Regions from separate parts of the Hordeum vulgare genome. Here region 1 is linked to region 2. Evidence: chromatin contacts called from public Hi-C data. All regions are on one chromosome and are shown on one strand. The core of a region is the stretch at or near the end of the contact, and the rest is flanking DNA. Distances in the headings are between cores, read along the strand shown.

Evidence for each region. A called contact is a pair of places that touch in the nucleus more often than the background predicts.
Region 1: a Hi-C map of leaf shows a contact between it and region 2, with 2.2 times the contacts expected there. The contact joins the promoter of LOC123419534 here to the promoter of LOC123450253 in region 2. A contact is called at or near these places in 3 of 6 Hi-C or Micro-C datasets (leaf and seedling).

What each region holds. Positions count from the first base shown.
Region 1 is chr1H:500,020,535-500,027,035 of MorexV3_pseudomolecules_assembly, forward strand. It overlaps LOC123419534 (E3 SUMO-protein ligase MMS21), which reads right to left and starts at 3,669. Exons shown (of 7, transcript XM_045107179.1): 1 at 3,525-3,669; 2 at 3,344-3,415; 3 at 3,150-3,260; 4 at 2,947-3,057; 5 at 2,594-2,733; 6 at 1,537-1,619; 7 at 962-1,455. The coding sequence starts at 3,596. The coding sequence ends at 1,286.
Region 2 is chr1H:499,867,511-499,873,839 of MorexV3_pseudomolecules_assembly, forward strand. It overlaps LOC123450253 (auxin response factor 15-like), which reads left to right and starts at 3,900. Exons shown (of 11, transcript XM_045127602.1): 1 at 3,900-4,590; 2 at 4,732-4,788; 3 at 4,883-5,068; 4 at 5,178-5,262; 5 at 5,991-6,081; 6 at 6,159-6,323. The coding sequence starts at 4,210.

The sequences.
Region 1 (6,501 bases), core at 2,419-4,918, 150 kb after region 2:
TGTAGCTGTTACATGATCAATGTCATCTAAATCATTATCCCTCACCGATCCACGTGCCTACGCTTTACATATAACGAATCTTGCTAAGTTACTACTATTGCTACTGTTGTCACACCCGCTACTAAATTGCTAGTGTTACTACTGTTACAAAATTACTGCTATCGGTATTATTGTTACTACTATCATTTATTGTGCTACTAAATCCTTGCTACATAGAGGTATCCCACGTGAGATTGAAATGACAACTTAACTCATACGACCAATAAATATTTTTTGGCTCCCCTTGTGTCGGATCAATAAATTAGCATGAAATAATATCCGTGAAGATTGTCGCAATCCCCTATACTTATGGGTTATCAAGACCTTTTTATGGCTGTCTGGCTTACATGCTTAGTGGCTTTATTAGGATCAGTTAGGATGCCTATTAAAAAAATAGCCAAAATCTCAGGTATTCCACAGAAGTCCGAGGAATATCCCCCGCGTCGCCACTGAAGCTAATATAAAATGCAAGTTCAGCCACTTGATAGGAAGCTTTTTCTAGAAGTTGGTTAGCGATTTCACATTTGGGAGTGCTCCATTTCATCAAAATCAGTTTCACTTCATCAAATTCATTTTAGAATAGTTTCATACACAAGCCATAGCACTATCAAGAGAATATTTGACTTCCATCTAGCTCCAACTTCAAAAATAAAAAAATGGTGAAAATTATCTATTTGATTGGTTGAGGAGGGAGAAATTAAGGGTGGTAGTGGTGAGTAATTTTTCCTCAACTCCAGCTTCTAGAGTTTTTTGAAACACCCTCTGAAGAGGTTCATAAAAACTTTCTAGTTTTTCTACGGAGCGGCATATCATGAAACCATCAAGTTTGGCTTGTCTTTTTGAAGCAAAGCTGAATTTAAAAGAGCATGGCAGTCCCAAACAGGCGCTGCCCTAAGTATGCTGATCAATCCAACTCAAAAAATAAAGTATGATTGTCAATGGTTTTTTTTAATGGAAATATATGATGGTCAGTGCTCATCTTCTTCGTCCAAGACTCCAAGGCTCAAAATTTACAGGCCGTGGAGCACGGCCCTTTAGAAGGCCGAAAGGGGATAACAAGCCCTAGAATGAAAGACCGGAATGAAGAAAAGACCAAAAGCAAAGTCATGGAGCCACATCCCCGGATTCCACACACGACGACATGGAGATCACGAGTGCGACCTGATAACAGAGTACCAACACCTATCATCATCCCTACCTAAAGAATACTGAGCATCCGACACGATCCATTTCCCCCGAACACCTATCACTCGTCATCGTCGTCGTCCATCGGGTCCTCGTCCTCATCATGGTCCGAGATATCCTCTATCTCGGAGGCGTTTGGAGCGTCCGGGCCCGACGCTCGCTGCTCCTCAATCTCCATGCGAAGGAAGGTGTCGCAGCTGATCTTCGCCGCTTGTAGTACCGCCGGGCAGCCTGGTTGAGCAGATGAACTGAAGCTGAGGACGGCCTCATGAAACAAAGGAACAAGGGGGTGCGGGGAACTACTGTGTATACCTGCAACGGGGCAATTCGGAGCTTGGTTCGCCCGGATGTACCTCAGGATTGGATCCCTGTCATAGATGTGCCTGCAATCGGTGCTGCAGAGGGAAAGTTAACATCATCATGTCAGTATTTCTGAAATTGAACTTTTGCGCATAATTTAGCTGCTGTGATTTCTAGCGTTTCTGAAAACAAAGGTTCTTTTTTTGAGGGTGAAAACAAAGGATCTGTTAACAGAAGGAAAAAAGCTTTTCTTATAGCACCCCGATCCTAGACAATGGGGAAACAAATCTATTTGCAATTTAGCACACAGATATTTTAGCTGTCTGCACTCTCTAGCATTTTTGTTATTTCATCAAGTGGTGAAACCCCTTACTTGAGCAAATAAATAAAAATTAATAGTTAGTTGTTTTGACCGACACCAACTCCAGTGGTTCGATTCACAGTTGCAAACTAGTTCTACTGACACACAGGATTAAGACCAAGCTTTTCATATACCATGCGGATCCTACACAGTGGGCCTACAGATCTATTTGGAATTCAACATCCGCAGATATTTGGCTGCGTGCATTTTATAGCATTTTTTGCATACTTCGTCCAGTGGTGAAGCCCCTTGCTTGAGCAAATAAATCAAAATTAATAGTTAGTGGTTTGATAGGATACCAATTCCAGTTGTTCGATTTACAGTTGCCAACTAGTTCTACTGACACACAGGATTAAGAGCAAGCTTTTCATATAGGATGCAGATCCTACACAGTGAGGCTACAAATTCTAATAATTTACTATAGTATGCACATAAAAAACAAGGACAACCAAATCTGGTGGTTTCAAAGATACTGAAACGGTATTTAGAGGCAAATACAAACATAAGTAGAAGTGCACTATGAGGTATTGAATTGTGCCTACAAACTTTGCTCCTTTTTCAGTTTGAAAACAAAACTTCAATCAGTTTTTATTTGGTGGGTGTTCTTTCAACAAACATTTACAGTAACGAGTGGTGCTCAAGCATGTTCACAGACAACACAAATTTCATAGTAGAGTATGAAAATAAAACCAGGCACTGACTGCTTACCAGCGAACTGGATTTTCCAACTCAACTATAGGCTTCAAAGTCAATGGGCAATGCATATTTAGGATGCAGTTCTGGGTGCTAGTCATAACAAGTTCCTCTTGTTCATCACCAGGCATCGGTTGACCTGCATGGTGAACCTCCTGGCAGAGACAGAACACAAGCACACAAAAGGTCAGGCACTTCGAAATCATGCACAAACAGACACATTCCTTGCCATTAGTATCCCAACAAAAGTTAAACAACTTTTGCGCGCAGCTCTGGGCAATACATCAGCACCTGGCAAATGCACCTACAGCACACAATTGCAGATAATCTTCACGACAATCAGAAATAAGAGTCTCTGAATCGCATACCCAAACAGCCTCTTTGAACTGCCGTATGAGCTGATCCTTGTGTCCCGACGACCGCGAGGTCCCCTTGACCTTGGCAACCTCCCCCTCGATGAGCTTTCTGAAATCCGTCGCCTTCCCAAACCAACAAACAGAGTGCAGACAGTTAGCCCAAATTTGCCCCCAATCCGAACGCCCCCACCACACAGAAGCGCCACGGCCCGCACCTGGTCAGACGGCTGGTACGCGCCGGGCACCTGCTTGACCGCCTCGGCGAGGTACGCGCACTCCTCGTACGAGGCCACGAGCTCCTGCACCGCGTCCTCGAGCTGCTTCACCTGCAGAAATCCACGCGGTTCGGGGGGGTCAGGGGTTTCGAGGGGAGGCGGGATTCGGGGGCTAATGGGGAGCGGCGGCGTGCCTTGTCGGACTTGCCGGCCCTCTCGTACTCCACGGCGAGGGCCTTCATGGAGCTGAGCGCCTTGCGCATGTCCTGCGGGTTTGGGAATTTTGGCAGGGGTTAGGGTTTTGCGGGATGAAATCGGAGGGAGGATTGATTGGTGGGGGAGACTGGAGAGGTGGGCGGGGAGAGGAGTTGTTACCAAGACGAGGGTTTGGGCCTCCGCCGAGGTGGCGTCGGCCGCGGTGGCGAGCTTCGTCGCCGCCGACGACATCTCCGGCGAACTCCCGCGGTTCCCCTTTTTTTTCTCCGCGGGGGAATGGAGGGAAGCTGGACTGCTGGAAAACCTATTTGACGCTCTTTGCGTCAAATAGTCGGGCAAACGCACAGTGCGAGATCAACTGGACAGCCCCATCTCCCTCTGCAGGCTGTTTCGTTTTTTGCTTTATTTTGTCCTTTTAACTGTTTCGTTTTTCTGCTTTTTCTTTTCGTTTTTCTGTTTCTGTTTCAATTTTTTTTATTTTTTCTATGTTTATTTTCAAAAAAACTAAGTTCATGTTTGAAAATTATTTTTGAAATTCAGAAAATATTGTTGCTTTTATAAAAGTGTTCTAAATTTCAAATAAATGTCGTGTACCAAAAACATTCATAACTTCAAAAAATGTTCGGGATTTTACAAAAATGTTCAACATTTTCAACAAATGTTCGTGATTTTAGAAAAATGTTCCTTTTTTACAAAATGCCATTTACCGGGGCTTCCATTCAAAGCTTATCACATTTCTCCTTCCGACTTTCCAGCACCGGGCAGGTGTCAGACTCTATACATCGTGTTACCACTTAGCAGAGTCCTCTGTTTTTAATAAACAGTCGCTACCCCCTGGTATGTGCCGCTTAATTTTGCTTTTCCGTTTTTCATTGCTTTAATTCGTAACAGGTTTTCCTTTTTTTTCAAAATGTGTTTATTTTTCAAAAATGTTCGTCTTTCAAAAATTGCTCTCATAGTAGAAAAACTGCAGGTAATTAAAAAAATGTTTTTTCATAAATTGAACAGAGTTTACAAAAAATGTTCTTGCTTTCAAATTTTTATAAAATATGTTCCTGTTTTACGAAAAATGTTTCTCTTTTATAATTTTTGTTCACAAATTGTAAAAAAATTCAAATTTTGTTCACCAATTCTTAAAACGTTCATGATTTGAAAATGTTGATTATTTTCTGAAATATATTTACCTTTTAAAAAATGTATGTAAGTTCAAACTGTGTATGTAAGTTGAAAAATGTTCACGCTTTAAAATTTATTTACAGATTTTTTAAAATGTTCCTTTTTCATAAAGTTGTCACAATTTTCAAAAAAATGTTCTTGCTTTCACATTTTATAAAAAATGTTATTGTTATACGATGAAACAAAGCCCCTATTATGTCCCCCAGATTTGCACATTCTTCATCCCGTTTTGCCATTGTGCATTAAGTAATCCAACGTTTGTGGAGGAAGCTGCAATGCACCACATGTTAGCTTATAGGCCAGATTTGGGTCCTACATTCTTCACTACCTTAACTACTATATTTGTTGAGGTGAAGGTCTTACTTAGTAGGCAAATTCGAGCTGTTGTTGTCTCTCTTTTAAAATCTGTTCACAAATTGAGAAAATGTTTCAGTTTTTTTCACCAATTCTAAAAAAAATCATGACTTGAAAATGTTTTGGAACTTTCAAAATTGTTCTACTTTTCCTAAAAAATGTTTGCTTTTTCAAAAAGTGTACGCCAGTTCAAAAAATGCCCGTGTTTCATAAAGTGTAAATAAGTTGGAAAAAAAATCCGCTTCAAAAATTGTTTACATATTTCAAAAAATGATATTTTTCCATAAATTGGTCAAATTTTAAAACAAATGTTCTTGTTTTGACACTTTTACAAAAAAATCTTATTTTAAATAAAATGTTTCGCTTTTTCAAAATTTTCCTCACCAATTAAAAAGTTGTTCAAATTTTGTTCACCAATTCTAAAAATTTTCATAATTTAAAAATGTTTAGGAGTTTTATAAAATCTTCTTCATTTTCTAAAATATGTTTCCCATTTTAAAAAATGTCCGTAAGTTCGAAAAATTTTCATGTTTCAAAAAGTATACATAAGTAGAAAAAATGTTTTTGCTTCAAAAATTGTTTACAAATATTTAGAAAAGTAGTTTTTTTTAAATGTTGTATGCTTTCAAATGCTCCTGTTTTCAAATTTCTTGTTTTTTTGAAAATTCTTCAAAAAAATTTAAAAAAATCATCTATAATTTTTATCTGAAAATACAACAGTTGATTAAGTTTGAGAAACTCAAAAAAAATCAAAACATAAAACCTTTTAGGAAAAAGAGAAAGAGAAACACAAATGAAAATAAAGAATAAGACAAAAAAGCAAAACAAATAAATAAAAAGAAAAAAAAACGAGCTGGTTACCTGGGCCAGCCTAGTTGCCTTGCTTGCGGCGGCGACCTAGTGGCTTGCCTATGCGAAGGTACCCTATCGGACGCAAAATGCGTCCAATAGTAGGTTCCGGATTGCTAAATCTTGTAGACCATGGCATGTATACGCAGTCGTGGCCAAACGGGCCAGCCTGGCACGACACGGTGTGCCCAGATCACTGGTAGAAAACAGGGCTATCGTTCGGCCCTGGCCAGCCCATTAGTCCCGGTTCTTGAAGAACCGGGACCAATGGGGGTATAAGACCCGGTTCGTGAGCCCAGGGGGCCGGCGGGGGCCTCGTGGGCATTGGTCCCGGTTCGTGTAGAACCATTTGTCCCGGTTCGAGCCACGAACCGGGACCAATGGTCCTCGCTGCTGGCCCACAACCATTGGTCCCGGTTCGTGGCATGAACCGGGACAGAAGGGGTGGCTTTAGTCTCGGTTCATGCCACGAACCGGTACAAATAAGTTGCCTATATATACCCATCGTCGCGGCAGAGCACTCTGTTTTTTTTTACCGGCGAGGGGAGGGCATTTTGGTGCTCTAGCTCACCTCCTATGCACATGAGGTGTTCGATGAAATGCCCGAGCCACAGTAGTTAAGCTTTCTCCTCTCGAAGCTCGACCTAGGAGCTTCATTTTTCCCGAGATTTGTCTAGATTTAGGGGTCCGTCACGCCCCGTCCCCGTTTTCACCGTCGTTGATCGCCCGCGCCGATCTCGTCGCCGGCACCACCGTG
Region 2 (6,329 bases), core at 2,650-5,149:
AAAGCATCAATATTCTTATTCCGCGCCCTTAACTTTTCTCCTAATGATTCTCGATCATTCTTGTTGTCTATTTATACCGGAAATGTCATAATGTTCATTCTAGGTAGAAGTGGCAAACTCTATAAAATAATTTATGGATGTCTAAGCATTTTCAAACCTAGAAATGTGTTGAGAAGTATTATGAGAATTGGTATACAAATAATGAGAGGAGTGTGATCAGAAAACTCTCCCTATATAGATTGAAGGAGAAAGGGAGTGGGTAATGTTCTTCCCAATTAGTACAAAATGAAACTCCATCCAATTTTTCATAAGTGGGTCTACCATATTATTAGCCCAAGTATTTTTCTTCCATTGTGACGTAATTTTCTCATTCAATATTCTCCATAATAGCATTGAATACAGAACTCCAATCATCACATTCATTAGGTTTGTTTTTTTTTCATAATTGTTCCTAATGATCTTCAAATATCCACCCACCAAACGTGCCATGAGACTGTCATGATGCACCATAAAAAAGAGATTAAATTCAAGTGAAATTTAGCATTTGAAATCAAACACCGTGATTCTAACAAAATAAACTCCAAGTTCAACATGGACCACATCCAACATGTCATTATTGACACCTACCAAGATATCTCAAGATCTTCCTCTAGCAGGTGAGCAAATCCAAACAATTTTTTCAGCACACAAGTTATGAATTTATTTTTTATGTGATTAAGCTTTAATATTCTTCTATAGAGCAATAAGACAAGTTTTCTCACAAATATCAACTCTTTGAAAAATCTCTTCTCAATATCCTACCCAATCCCTTGGATATTCTAGGAAACACCTACAAATATTTGTAAAGATCAAGTTTTGTTTCTATGCCTTTTCCCTCCAACGAAAATAGTGTGCTTCACATATACCATCACTCGTGAGCCACGTTCCCTTTTTCCTACTAGAAACATATACGTTTCAATTGGAAAGAATAATCTTCTTTAATATGAGCATATGAATGATCATTATGAGAGCAGAGTTGAGAAATATTATCAACATCTGCTATGTCAATTGGATTTGGAGAGCCGGGTTCATGTACACTATTCCTTTGAACAATATTTCATATAAAAAATTCTTCCTCACTTGTTCCATCTTACTACTAATGTCAAAATTATGTTCAACCATTTCAATAGAACACCAAAGATCATTCCCGGCAAACCACGTTTATGTAAAATGGAAGGTTTCTACCATGATTGTTTTTTCTCAACAACTCCGTCCCTAGCCAAATCTTCCACTCTCATATCATATTCTCGGAGGACCATCACCATCCTTGTCTTGTCGACACCCCTCACGATCCTCCTGCAACCTAGCCATTTTAACCCAATGGGGCCATTGGTGTCGTTGCTGCCATTGTAGCAAACTGGTTCGAAACGAGCACCGTCATCTTCAGGTTTTGCATGGATGTTGTCAGCATGCGAATCTTCTTAAACAAGACCAACAATGTATTTAACCATCCAAAGTCTCTCTTTGACCATTTTTCCACGATAACAGTTTTGGCATTGCTTCTTGAATAGCGGGCTTCAATTCCAAACTCATCAATTTTCCATATCCTGCATCTTTTGTTCTCTCTCTCTTCAACATCTCTCAAAGTAGCATTCCCATACTCTCAACTAGTTTAGCTTTGTCATAAGATATGATCAAATAACCATTTTACTGCACCAGTTTACGGTCTGCTCAACCCTTTCATGCGTTGAAAGAGGGGCCTAATATTGGAACCAGTAAAAAATGTAGGACTTGTTAGTAGTTGAAACAACTACACCTGATTTGAATGAGTGGAGCGAGCAGGCACACAAGTACCCCTACACCACCGATGATCATTCAACAATGGATCGACACGGTGACACCGCCACCCGGTGGGTGGAACAAATGAAAGTACCGCCTCCGAGCACCGGAGGAGCACTCATTATTATTGCTCTCCTATTTACCAGTTGCGATTCTACTCCTGCAGCCGGACGGTCTACAATACAGAACACGGTCGTCTATACAACAATAAGGTAGAGTAGGAGTAGGAGTAGGGGTACATCCTTGTCTTGCGGAGACCCCTCGCGATCCACCTGAGGCCTAGCCATTTTAACTCTATATGGGCCCATTGGTGTTGTTAGTGCCGTTGTAGCCAACTCGTTCGAAATGACCACCGCCATCTTGAGGTTTTTCATGGATGTTGTGAGCATGCAAATCTTCATCAACAAGACTAGCAATGTATTTATCCATGAAAAGTCTCTCTATGACCATTTTTCAGCGGTAACCGTTTTGACATTTCTTGTTGAATACCAACCTTCAATTCCAAACTCATCAATTTTCCATATCTTGTTGAATACCAACCTTCAATTCCAAACTCATCAATTTTCCATATCTCGAATTTTTTTTGGTTCTCTCTCTCTCTCTTTTCAAGCAAATCTCAACTAGTTTAGCTTTTGTCATAAGATATGATGAAATAACCAGGTTACATCACTACTTTATACGGTGTGCTCAACCCTTTCTTCGGTTGAAAGAGGGGCCTAACATTGGAACCGGTAAAATGTAGAACTTGGTAGTAGTAAAAACAACAACCACACCTCACTTGAATGGCTGTTTGGATCTTAGGGTTAGAGTTAGAGTGGGTTAGATTTGAGCCATCTAACCTTCAAAGATCCAAACAAGTGGGTTAGAGTTGGTTAGATGCATCTAACCCACCAAAAACAATAACCCATCGAAGAGATGCTTTTTTGGGTTAGAGTAGGTGGGGTCCAGGGAAAGAGAGAGGTCCAAAGTAGCCAAATGATCGAGAAAAAATATTTATTGTCCATCTAACCCTTCAATCCAAAAACCTTTAGGCTGGTCATAGTGAGGAGCACTATCATAGATGACCTCATTTATTGACATGCATGACACATAATAGCATAGTATTTGACATGTTATGATATCTATCTATGTTACTCTAACCCTCTCTCTCGTCTTTAATTGTCTGCCACATCAGCATGTTTGCTAGTCCCAAGTACATGATACTACCTAAGTTACTCTCACTATGGCCAGCCTTAGAGTTAAAGTTGGTTTAGGTTAGTTCAAGGGTTAGAATCTAACTCTAGCTCTAACCAGGTTAGAGCATGGTTAATAGTACAACCAGCTGCTGGCTATATGATGTTGACACGTCATCTATAGCCAAGCTTATAGCCCGCAAGTATAATAGGTAGATGTAAATAAGTACTATTTTATTGATACAAGGCCCACCATTCTCTCTCACAAAATGCCTAGGAGCACGTGTTACAGCCGACTCTTAGTTTGTAGCCCGCTCCTCTTCTCTTTCTTCCAACTCATCACAAATATATTATTTTAAGTCTTACAATCCGTCTACATCAACCTATTGTATTTGCTCTTAGAGTATCCAAACAGGACCAATGAGTGGAGCGAGTAGGCACAACCACAGGCCCGGTGGGTGGAACAGATGGAAGCACCACCTCGGAACACCGTATAGGAGCCCTCATTATTACTGCTCTCCTATTTACCGTTTGCAATTCTACTCCTGCTAGTACTCCTGCACGGTCTACAATACACAATACGGTCGTCTATCTAGTACAACAAGAAGGTGGAGTAGGAGTAGGGGTACATGCCTCCCTGCCGTCCACCCATCCCGTCAATCCACTCCATCCATCCCCCACGCTACACACCCACCTCTGCGGTCTGCTGCTGCTGCTGCTGCTGCTGCATGACTGTGCCCGCCTCCCGCCTCTTCCGCTCTCCTTTTCACCTTTCCCCTTTCTTTAATCCACCACCCCCACCCCCCCTTTCCCCTCCCACGGAGAAGAACGAAAATATCCACGCACGCACGCAGAAATCGACGGAGTATTGATTTCTACTGCGCCCGCCCGCCCCTTTTCACGCGGACGGACGGACGGACGCCGTTGCAGTCCCGCTTGGCCTTGGCCGCTTCCCTCTCCCACCTTTTGTTTTGGCCACTACCACTACTAGTAGCAGCAGCCCCCCGCCCCCCGCCCCCCCGGCCATCCAGACCATCGACACACACCCATCCATCATTCATGGCCATTGCCGCCATGCCCCGCCGCGCCGCGCCGTCTCCCCCGCCCCGCCCCTAGCCACCCACCCGCCCGCCCGCCCCGCTTCATTAACCTCTTCGCCTGCGTCCATCCGTCTCCGACCGTCCACACCGCCTTGCGCTCCAGCTTCTCGCTGCCTCGGATGGCGGGGATCGACCTCAACACCGTGGAGGAGGACGAGGAGGAGTCGTCCGCTGAGCCGCTGCTCGCCGGGACCGGCTGCGGCGGGGACTGCTCCTCCCAGTCCCACTCCCACTCCCACTCGCAGACGCAGTCGGGCTACAACGGCCAGGCGAGCTCCCCCGTGGCGACGCCGCCGTCGCGGCCCAGCGCGGTGTGCCTCGAGCTCTGGCACGCCTGCGCGGGGCCGGTGGCACCCATGCCGCGCAAGGGCAGCGTCGTCGTCTACCTCCCGCAGGGCCACCTCGACCACCTCGGCGACGCGCCCGCGCACGCCGCGGCTTCGCCCGCCGCCGCCGTGCCGCCCCACGTCTTCTGCCGCGTCGTCGACGTCACGCTCCACGTAAGTGCCCCCCAGCCGCCTCCGTGCTTCAATGTGTCCGTCCGTCTGTCGCTCCCCTGCTCGATGGTATCTCCTTTCACCCGCGACCATGCCGCCGGGCTCACTCCGTTATTCGTTGGTTGGTTTTGCGCTTGCTCGCAGGCGGACGCGACCACGGACGAGGTGTACGCGCAGCTCTCCCTGCTCCCCGAGAACGAGGTGCGTGCCGGTGCTCCGAGGCCCGCAATGGCGGCTCTGTTCGGTTCGGTTTCCATGCGGCGTTTTGCTAACCGAGCCCCGGCTTGATCCGCAGGAGCTTGTCCGGCGGATGCGCGAGGCCACGGACGACGTGAGCGGCGGCGAGGACGGCGAGACCGTCAAGCAGCGCTTCGCGAGGATGCCGCACATGTTCTGCAAGACGCTCACCGCCTCCGACACCAGCACCCACGGCGGCTTCTCCGTGCCGCGCCGCGCCGCCGAGGACTGCTTCCCCCATCTGGTGCGCGCATTGGCCTGGCCCCGTCAACCCCTCTCTCCACTCATTTCTGCCATTGCGCTTTCAGTCAGCTTGTTTGCTCAAGCTCTCTGGTTTGGTTCCGGGAACGCAGGACTACAACCAGCAGCGGCCGTCTCAGGAGCTGGTCGCCAAGGATTTGCACGGCACCGAGTGGAAGTTCCGCCACATCTATCGAGGTACCACCACAGCTGAACAAACACATTCATGATTTTACCTTGGTTCGGTAGCAAGATACTTAGATATGGGCTGTGCACTTGGTACATTCCAACTCCTGCACACAGCATTCATTTTCCGGTTCTGAGTTGATGCCATGGCTGGACCAGCTATGGCTTTGAATCCTTTCATCTGGGATTTTGAGTGATCATACATCGATTTCGAGTTGATGCTGTGGCTGCACCAGCAAGCAAGCTTGAGTCCTTTCATTTGAGATTTTGAGTAATCATACATCGATTTTTGCGAGCGCGCTCACTTCTTCACTGAGCACCAGCACTCCTGGTTCTTACTGAGCACAACACTTTAAGTATTACAACTTTGCATCGTCTTTGCTCATCTTGGACCTGGATTTGTACTTATGTTTGACCACTTGGCCTTTTTGAAAGCCCATCTGAGCTTTTGCGTGATCATTGCTTATGATTGTACACTTCTGAAGTATGGCTTCAGTATTCTTGGCACTCCCTTATTTTGCTTTCTTGTGTTTCACCACATGCTCTCAGTACCTTGGAGGGTAGCTCTACAAATAGTACTACTACCATCACTTGGTAGAAATGCCAGCTGCATTATTCATTTGCTAGACAGCTTTTTTGCCGGGGAGTCTGGTCACTTTCGAGACATGCAAAGGACAACCATATCAAGTTAAGGGTGTCTTGATTGCTGATACATCCACATCTAACTGAATGTGATGCAGGCCAGCCGCGCAGGCACCTTCTAACCACCGGATGGAGTGCATTTGTCAACAAGAAGAAGCTTGTCTCCGGGGATGCTGTCCTCTTTCTGCGGTAGGCTAACATGATCATGCATCTAAGCAGCTCAAGATGTTGTTGGTCCATTTTAATCATTTTTCATCAACTCCCAGGGGCGACGATGGGGAGCTTAGACTGGGAGTACGCCGTGCGGTTCAGCTGAAAAATGGATCCGCTTTTCCGGCGCTATATAGCCAATGCTCGAACCTTGGTACACTAGCTAATGTCACACATGCTGTGTCTACAAAGAGCATGTTCCAGATCTTCTATAACCCCAGGTAATA